Linked DNA regions of Danio rerio: region 1 is linked to region 2. Evidence: chromatin contacts called from public HiCAR-type data. All regions are on one chromosome and are shown on one strand. The core of a region is the stretch at or near the end of the contact, and the rest is flanking DNA. Distances in the headings are between cores, read along the strand shown. Region 1 has its middle 32 kb from the start of abca4a. Region 2 holds the start of arhgap29a (Rho GTPase activating protein 29a).

Region 1 (4,426 bases), core at 1,132-3,631, 150 kb before region 2:
ATATATATATATATATATATATATATATATATATTTGAGAAAATTACTACAGGTTTGCAGTTGAGATCAGACTTTTTTTAATAGACTGGCATTAATTAAAACATCCTTTTGACCTTTGAAAGGCTGTCAGGGGCTTTATCTTTGTTGTAGTTATTGCCTTTATTTATTTACGGAATTTATTTATTTTTCAACTTTTGTTGTTCCCCCTTATTACTTTATATTTATTTATTTATTTATTTATTTATTTATTTATTTATTTACTTATTTACTTATTTATTTATTTACTTATTTATTTATTTATTTATTTATTTGTTTATTTTAAGCTACCACTATTATTTATCTATTATTATAATTTCTATCAGTGATTATTTTCTATTTATTTGTTTCTTTTTTTGTGATTGTAAACATTCTAAGTAAATGTTATTTGTATACTATGTTTATAAAAACTTTAATAAAAACACAGTTTAAAAAAAATATTAAATTAGTCATTAAAACTATTGCTTAAAAATGTGTTGAAAAAAATCTCTCCATTTATCAGCACCTGAGAAATATTTGAAAAGAATTACAGGACTAATGATTTCACCATCAACTGTAGTTAAAAAAAATGGAGTTAATTACTATTAATTTGGCATGTATGGTTTGTTTCCTTCTTTCCTCTCAACTGCACGTCCTGCTTGCTTGAGAATCTGTTTTTTCAGCATTCAATGTCATAGTCAGAGCGATACACTCAGGCTGTGGCAACTGGTCGTCTGCTTCAAGTTTGACCACAGAATGGCTACATTCCCACCAGGAGCAGTTTACAGAGTCCCACAGAAAGCCCTGCTGCATAAATAGAGAAACTGAAGCCCTGTAGAGCTGATCTGATGGGAGCAGAGCCATGGCCCATTGCCCAGGGCAAGCATGTCCACACCTCAGCCTGTCCCACAGACCACTCAAGCCCTTGCCGCCCTCCTTCCCTTTCTCTAGCACCCTTCCACTCTTTCCCAAAGAAAAGATTTCCAAAAAGCTGAAGCTCATGAGAGAGACAACAGTGTGGCTTAGTGGTTAAAATATCCTGAAAAGCTGTAGGTGCAATCATCACACAGTAAAAAAAAATGTTGCTGCCTTAATAATTTTTGTTGAATCAAATGAATTTTTCTAGTCATCTCAACTTACATCAATAAAACTGATTAGAAATCTTAAATTAAACTTTAGTTAAAACCTGGTTAACTTATTAAACTGTTGTCTTGAATTTATGTCATTACTATTTTTACAGTATATTGTGGCCTTGATCAAAACTCTTCATGGAGTGGGACTAAATCTGAAATAAATATACAGTAGTGTTTTGTACTGTAAATGATGGAATGTAGCACAGAAAGAGATTATATGTGTGTAAAACGTCATTTTGTGTTAAATACTGATATTACAAATATTACTATGATTTTGGATCATTTACTTGTTGAACATTTTAATGCTTTTGAAATAGGCCATTTATACTTACAAATTAAGGCCACATAGCATTTACAGTTGAAACCAGAAGTTTACATACACTGTATAAAAGGCACATAACCATTTAAAATAAGTCAGATGTCAATGTGACTAGACTTTTTCCTTTTAGATAAGTCAGGATTATCAAATTTGTTTCTGTTTAATAGCAGAATAATGTGAGAGATATTTTTTGAGAAATTGTTATAACTATTATAACTAATAGTATATTATAACTAATATATAATACTATTATAGACGGAACTTGCAACCTTAGTTGGCTAACGATGGTTTTGGGAAACGCATCCCAGTACGGGTCGGTACGCTTTATTTATTATTAATTATTTAGTAGTCTCTTTATTTATTATTTTTTTAAATTTTATATAATTACAGACGTTACAGTGGGCTATTTCACATTATCACTGATCTGCAGCTATAATCAAACCCTGTTCATAGAAAGGCTAGTAATTAACATTTATTTATACATAAGTATTTATTATATTAAAGCCTTTGTTTAGTAAGAAGTGCTTCTTATAGGATGTGTGAACTTCAAGCAAAAATAATGTCGACTGCAACTTTCTCGTACACCACACCTACCACCGATTAAGTACCATTTGGTAGTAGAGACAACCCGTCAAGCCTGATAACATACGTGTCAACATTGGGATATGAAAATAAGGGATGTTCAGTTGTTTGAGTAATATAAATGCTAAGATCATGCGGTTAAATGCGTAAATTTATTCACAAAGCACCCAGCCACAAAAAAGCCTGCATTCCTGCTTGCATAACAATATGAATGAGCTAAAGGCAGTCTGCTGGCTCTCATGTGCTCTTAAACACACGTAGCCTCTATGGGAACCCGCCAGTCCTGCGTCATTTCCCCCTCGAGCAAACCTGCTGACACTTCAGCAGCTATACACTGATTTATCTGACAGGCCCGGAGCGAGATTAGCCGTTGCATCATTACGCTGTTGTTCCAGGTGTGTGTAGTCAAAAGAAGAGCTTTTCTCTCTTACGTTTTTAATGATCTGTCTGGCAGCGGGGGAATCGGGAGCGTACAGGATTTTGCCCATCAGGAAAGGCTTGACCGAACGCCACACAATCCTTGTGACCGGATTGGACTCCAAATCCTTCATGAGGTCATTACAGAATGGAGCTGAAAGAAACAGCAGAAACACAAACAATCACACCAGTACCATTCATCTGTGTGGAATTAGAGCGTTTTTATTGTTGAACCTTTTAGTCTTTTGCTCTAAATATTAACTAAAAAAACTGAAAATGACTGAGTTTGTTTTTTTGTTTGAAACTCTTTTAATTTTGATTTTTATGTTTGGAGACTTTTTGACCTCAACTAAGCACTGCAATTCTAAAGCTTTGATTCCTGGAGATTCTTTGGCTACTCAAACCATCCTCATACCAGAGATAAACACAGACAGAAATCTTTTTCCCGCTGATTTACAGCACTTCTAGTTGACTAGAATGTCAACTTATTGCCTTGATGGTGGGAATGGGCATTCTGCTATTTTCTCGAAGCCACTTCTCCATTATGTGAAGCTTAATTACCTTTTGCTTCAAAAAACTAACAAAAAACCCAGCTCTGTTATTTGTTTTTACCAATTGTGATGAATGACTGAGTTATTTTAGTCTGTGTTCAACCTTATATTTACACCCTAATGAAACAGAAGTTCAGGGTTAAACAATCTCCTGTTTCTAATCACGCATTTGTGTAAAAAAAAAACTGAAATATCAGTGAGAATAAACTTCAAAAATAATTTTTTTTTTTTTTTTTTTTTTGTGTTCCTGGAGATTTGAGTCATGTGTGCATACAGTAACATTCCTAATCTTCTCAACGCGCTGCAGGTGATGCCACCCCCCTTAGATAAACTGTTTAGTTAAATTGTCATGCACACATAAAGTGCAGTGAAAATATAAATACCCCTTTATTAACCATAGGCTGTTAAACAAACAAAAACAGTTTGAGATGATGACGTATGATGTAATCTAGCAACATTTAGTAACTTTTTTGGGCAGAGCTTATCCCCTTTTCGTTTAAAATAGTTGGCAACACTGCACAAATGTAAATATATAAAACATATATATGTTTTATATATATAGTAACATATATATATATATATATATATATATATATATATATATATATATATATATATATATATATATATATATATATATATATACATTACTATGATACTATACTATATTTTTAGTGTCTGTGTCTGAGGTTTCTGTCACTAGCACTTCAAAGGTCCAGAAAGGTAGTGAAAATAAATCAGTTTATGAGACTCCATGCTTTTTGTTTAATTCATTGATTAATTAATGCAACGTGTAGTTACATTTTTTGAGAGGTGTGCATCAGCCACGGTGAAGGCTATGCGACCAAGTAAAGGCTGCACTGGACCATACGCTTGTGCTTGACGCAAAAGTATAAATCAGCCTTTAGAGTAAACACTCAAGCACCAAACTGCCTGTCGTAAACACCCACCTTATTCTGACGTAGATAAACAAAGTTGTTTTTACAGTGTTTCTTGCCACAAAACTGTTCTTGGAGCTTTGCATGATTACAATTTAACCACTGATGTCACATGGAATTTTGACAAGGTTTTTGGCACCTGCTCTAGACGTTAAATGTCTCTGCACCATTGCTTTCTATGGAGGATCAGAGAGCTCCGGGGTTTCATCTAAAATATCTTAATTTATGACATACAAAGGTCTCAGTGGATTGGAATTTAATTAATTAATATCAGAATTCTCATTTTTGGGTGGACAGTTTAAACAATGAAGACATTTTTACAGCAGTTTTATACAGTTGAAGTCAAAATAATTAATTTTTCCAAATTGTTTTTTTTATTGGAAATTTTTCCAATAAATTTCCAAATTGTGTTTATGAGAGCAAGAGTTTTTTCACAGTATTTCCTATAATATTTGTATAAATTTTTTATTT
Region 2 (4,103 bases), core at 1,129-3,628:
CTATCGGCAAGCTTGCTAACTTAAAATTTTGTAGTGTGAATTAGGCATGAAAAGCATAGAGAGCATATGCAAATAAAGTGTCAATTGTTTGAGATGAATTTTGCGATATGTTGAAATGTGCGGGATATTATGTTCCATCATCATTCAGTGCAATGGATACATTTTAGTAAAAATGAAACTAAATATTTACTCTGACTTGTTATTAAAATACTATTATTTTAATTACATTTTCTAATTTATTTATTTATCATTTTATATTATTTAACATTATTATTAAAATATGCTAAATAATAAGGTATCATATACCATTTTTTTCTACATTTTTAGTGATTAAAATCTTCAAGTCATTTCAAGGATAGTAGCAAAGTATAATAGTTCAGAATGATTCTTGTGTCTTCTGTAAAGTATAACAATACTTATGAAAGTCAAGATTATTTGGTCAAAATATATATATATTTTTTTATTCACAATGTTTTCACTTCCCTTGAGATAAAACACTTTGAGAATGCTTTTATCTTTGTTTGGGAATTTTGCCATTTTTCTTTTAAAGAATGCACACACTGCGGTAGGTAAATAAAATTGATGACAAAACAAATAAAACAAGATTAGGATGAGTTACAGTCAAAAACATCTATTTTTATAAAATCAACAGTGGGTTTTGTACGAACATTCAAAAATGAAAAAGATACCCAAATCATATTAGAAAGTTCATATTATTATATGTTTTTTCTATGATATACAGAGGGCACACACTAAAATGTCATTTAGTGTTCAGTGTAAAAACAGTTTACACACTAACAAAAATCTTGTCAGGCATACAGTATTTACATCAAGAATCATTAGATGGCACATTAAAAGAATGACAATGAAAGCTTAAATTACTAAGTAATTGCACATTTAGATTTTTATACTTTGTAAAAATCCTTCAACCGACTTGGTTTTGCTCAATTGTCAACAAGATGTATTCCATCATTTAAAACATACACAGTGCTCAGCATATATGAGTACACCCCCACAAATCTCTCATTTAAATTCATATTTTCTGTAAGATGCTTTACAATATTTAATTTGTGCATATAGTTTAGTTAGTGTTGAAGCCAAATCTGGAGCTTATCTGACAAAATAAATTCAAACATTACTAGCCCAAATGCATATGTTGGGGAAAAATATTTAATAAATTTTTTACAAATAGCAAAAATCAAGAGAAACAAAAATATATAAAATTTTGTTAAAATGATGTAGTTTGTATTTTTGTTTTGCAATATTTCGCATGAATATATTTGTATTATCTTTCCATTTCTAAAGATGTTTCTGTGACTAAAATATTATATTAATAAATATATCTGTTTAATAAATCTGTTTTGTTCAAATGCACCAATATATATTACCCATATTCACTGAGAAATTTATAAAAAATATTCATTTTCTAAATGGGGTGTACTCGAGCACTGTAAATCCCATCGAAGTTATAATTATCTTTATCATTAAAAAATAAGTGTACAGTTTACAATTGTAATAGTACTATTATCATCATAGCACCAAATATTTCGAACCAACCAAACTTTTAAAAATGTTTTCTATAAGGTTATGATGAAATGAAAACTGCCAGAGAAACAGAAGTAATCAATTAAGCTTAAAGATCAGATTTTTAATTTATTTTCTGAATGTTGCTTTATGCCAAAGAGGACAGTATTATTATTTCAGAAACAATTCATTTCATTGTAAAGAACTCTAGATTTGACAACTAGTTATGTCAGCTAGTTTAAAACCTTTTCTACAAAAACTGAAAAATGGCATTACCATCACACACAATTTGACAAATCCTCCCAACCATAAATTAGACTATACAAAAAATGCAAACCTTTTATGGTCCCTAACAGAAGAATAGCTTAACAATATGGCATATAACATGTGGAAAAAAGCTAAGCAAAGAAATAATAAATAAATCAACATTAAAGTGTACTGCAATACTGAACACAATATTAAAACACATCAAGTCCATCATCAAATGCCGGACAAAATCCTCAAATAGACATATAAGTTTTGAGGTAAATAAAACTAACTCTAAACTTCGCAAAACTTGCATACACCTCGTAAAGTTGCAGAACTTTTTCTGTGTTGATGTTAAACGAGCATCACGCGTCTAAATGTCTATTCAAAATACTCCTGAAGTAATTCACATAACGTACAGAAGTATCATAACGTATCAAACTCCACTAGTCGAGTACCAATAAATCAGTATAAAATTCTAAAATATTCACTTACTTAAAAAGCACATCTGGATCATTGCAATTGCGCATATACACTTGAAGCCAAAATATATCCGAAACACCGTTAAATCCCCGGTCCCTTCAGTCACGAAAACCGAAATAATGCTGTGTCTGTGTGAGATTCACATTCCGCTCGGCTTCACCCCGCCTTCTAGCGTCCATCCAACTTCTGATTGGCTCTGGTGAGCTGAGAGGCTGGGTTTCCGCCCTCTGACTGCAGGTGTACATGCACTACTGTCGATTTATTGACCCACAGGGCTTCAGTTTTTCTGAAAAAATATTAAATAGTGGTTTAAGTGGAAAGTTTTTATAATTTATTGTCGATGTTTGATATTTAAGACCATCACAAATCGCTAAGGAATTGTAAATCTGTGCTCCAGATTAGAAATTAACTGAGAGCCATAGGAGAGGTTCTGTTTTGGATAGAGATTTGATCCATCTAGTGGCCGGAGCTATAAAACAGGGAACACAAAGCAAAGTTAGCATTTAGTCTTTGGAAAATGGATTACTGTAATCAATCATTTAAATATAAACTGCAGTGAATGAACCACCAATTTATCCAACAAGTTTTTATCCAGCCGCAACCCATCTCTGGGAAACATCCACACACACACACTCATACACTACGGACAATTTAGCCTACCCAATTCACCTGTACAGCATGTCTTTGGACTGTGGGGGAAACCGGAGCGCCCAGAGGAAACCCACGCGAAGGCAGGGAGAACATGCAAACTCCACACAGAAACGCCAACTGAGCCAAGGTTCGTACCAGCGACCCAGTGACCTTCCTGCTGTGAGGCGACAGCACTAAACTACTGCACCACTGCCTCGCCCGTATTATTGTTTAAATAAGTTTGTTTATTTATTACAAGTTTTGTTTTTTATTCACTCATATTTGTTAAACGTTAGCTTTAACTAACAAATCTGAGAATCTGGAATAAAAAATAAAGTAAAGAAAACTATTTTTAAGTTTTTAATTTTAGTTTTCAATAATAACTCACACACACACACACACACACACACACACACACACATATATATATATATATATATATATATATATATATATATATATATATATATATATATATATATATATATATATATATATATATACACACAGGGTGTGCCATTTATATGGATACATCTTAATAAAATGGCAATGGTTGGTGATATTAATGTCTTGTTTGTGTCACATTAGTATATGTGAGGGGGCTTGTAAATAACTCATGAAAGAACACAATTACGTTAAAACCAAGCACACAATTTTATTTTTTTATTTTTTTGTGAATATCCCAATAAGTTTATTTAGGTGTATCCATATAAATGGCCCACCCTGTATATCTGTCCTCCGTTTCCACCCACACCTGCAGTTTTACACATGCAGTTAATAATGGTTTATTGTCTTTAGAGTGCTTCACAACATTAACCAAAGACAAGACAGTGACCAAACAATTCCCCAGAACATTTAAAACATCCAGAAATGTTAAAATTGCCCAAATTTTCACAATAAACCACACTAAAAGAAAAAAAAAGTGTAACTCTGAAATCTAATCATATGTTGTCCCTTATTTATGGTCAAGCACTAATACTGTCATTCCCTCAGCAGATATGGTTTACATAAAGCATCATACATCACTGCAGTGAACCAGTCAATCCGGCCTGACAGCTCATTTCACAGAACAAGGAGACAGACTTTACAAAATATTACATTACAGCGGATGCTTGGCATTTCAGATGTGGCAGAGCAATGCAATATAATCTTATAAACTGACTGATAGTTACATATAAGGACATTATTATTAGCCTGTTGTGCAGGAAATAACAGGAAAT

The links. HiCAR-type assays count read pairs that join an accessible place to other places.
Region 1: a HiCAR-type map of caudal fin shows a contact between it and region 2, with 5 times the contacts expected there. The contact joins the enhancer-like site here to the promoter of arhgap29a in region 2. A contact is called at or near these places in 6 of 18 Hi-C or Micro-C datasets (caudal fin, embryo and an unstated tissue) and 2 of 4 datasets of contacts at active chromatin or transcription factors (caudal fin and gastrula embryo).

Annotation. Positions count from the first base shown.
Region 1 is chr24:32,772,321-32,776,746 of GRCz12tu, reverse strand. No RefSeq gene overlaps it. Among named protein-coding and RNA genes, the nearest start is that of abca4a, 32 kb to the right of the region's middle. Within about 2 kb of position 2,381, at least 14 of the 62 cell types and tissues checked have an H3K27ac peak or open chromatin away from gene starts, as enhancers often do. A contact at or near this core is called in caudal fin, where this site is marked.
Region 2 is chr24:32,623,691-32,627,793 of GRCz12tu, reverse strand. arhgap29a (Rho GTPase activating protein 29a) reads right to left here and starts at 2,378. Exons shown (of 23, transcript XM_688135.10): 1 at 2,266-2,378.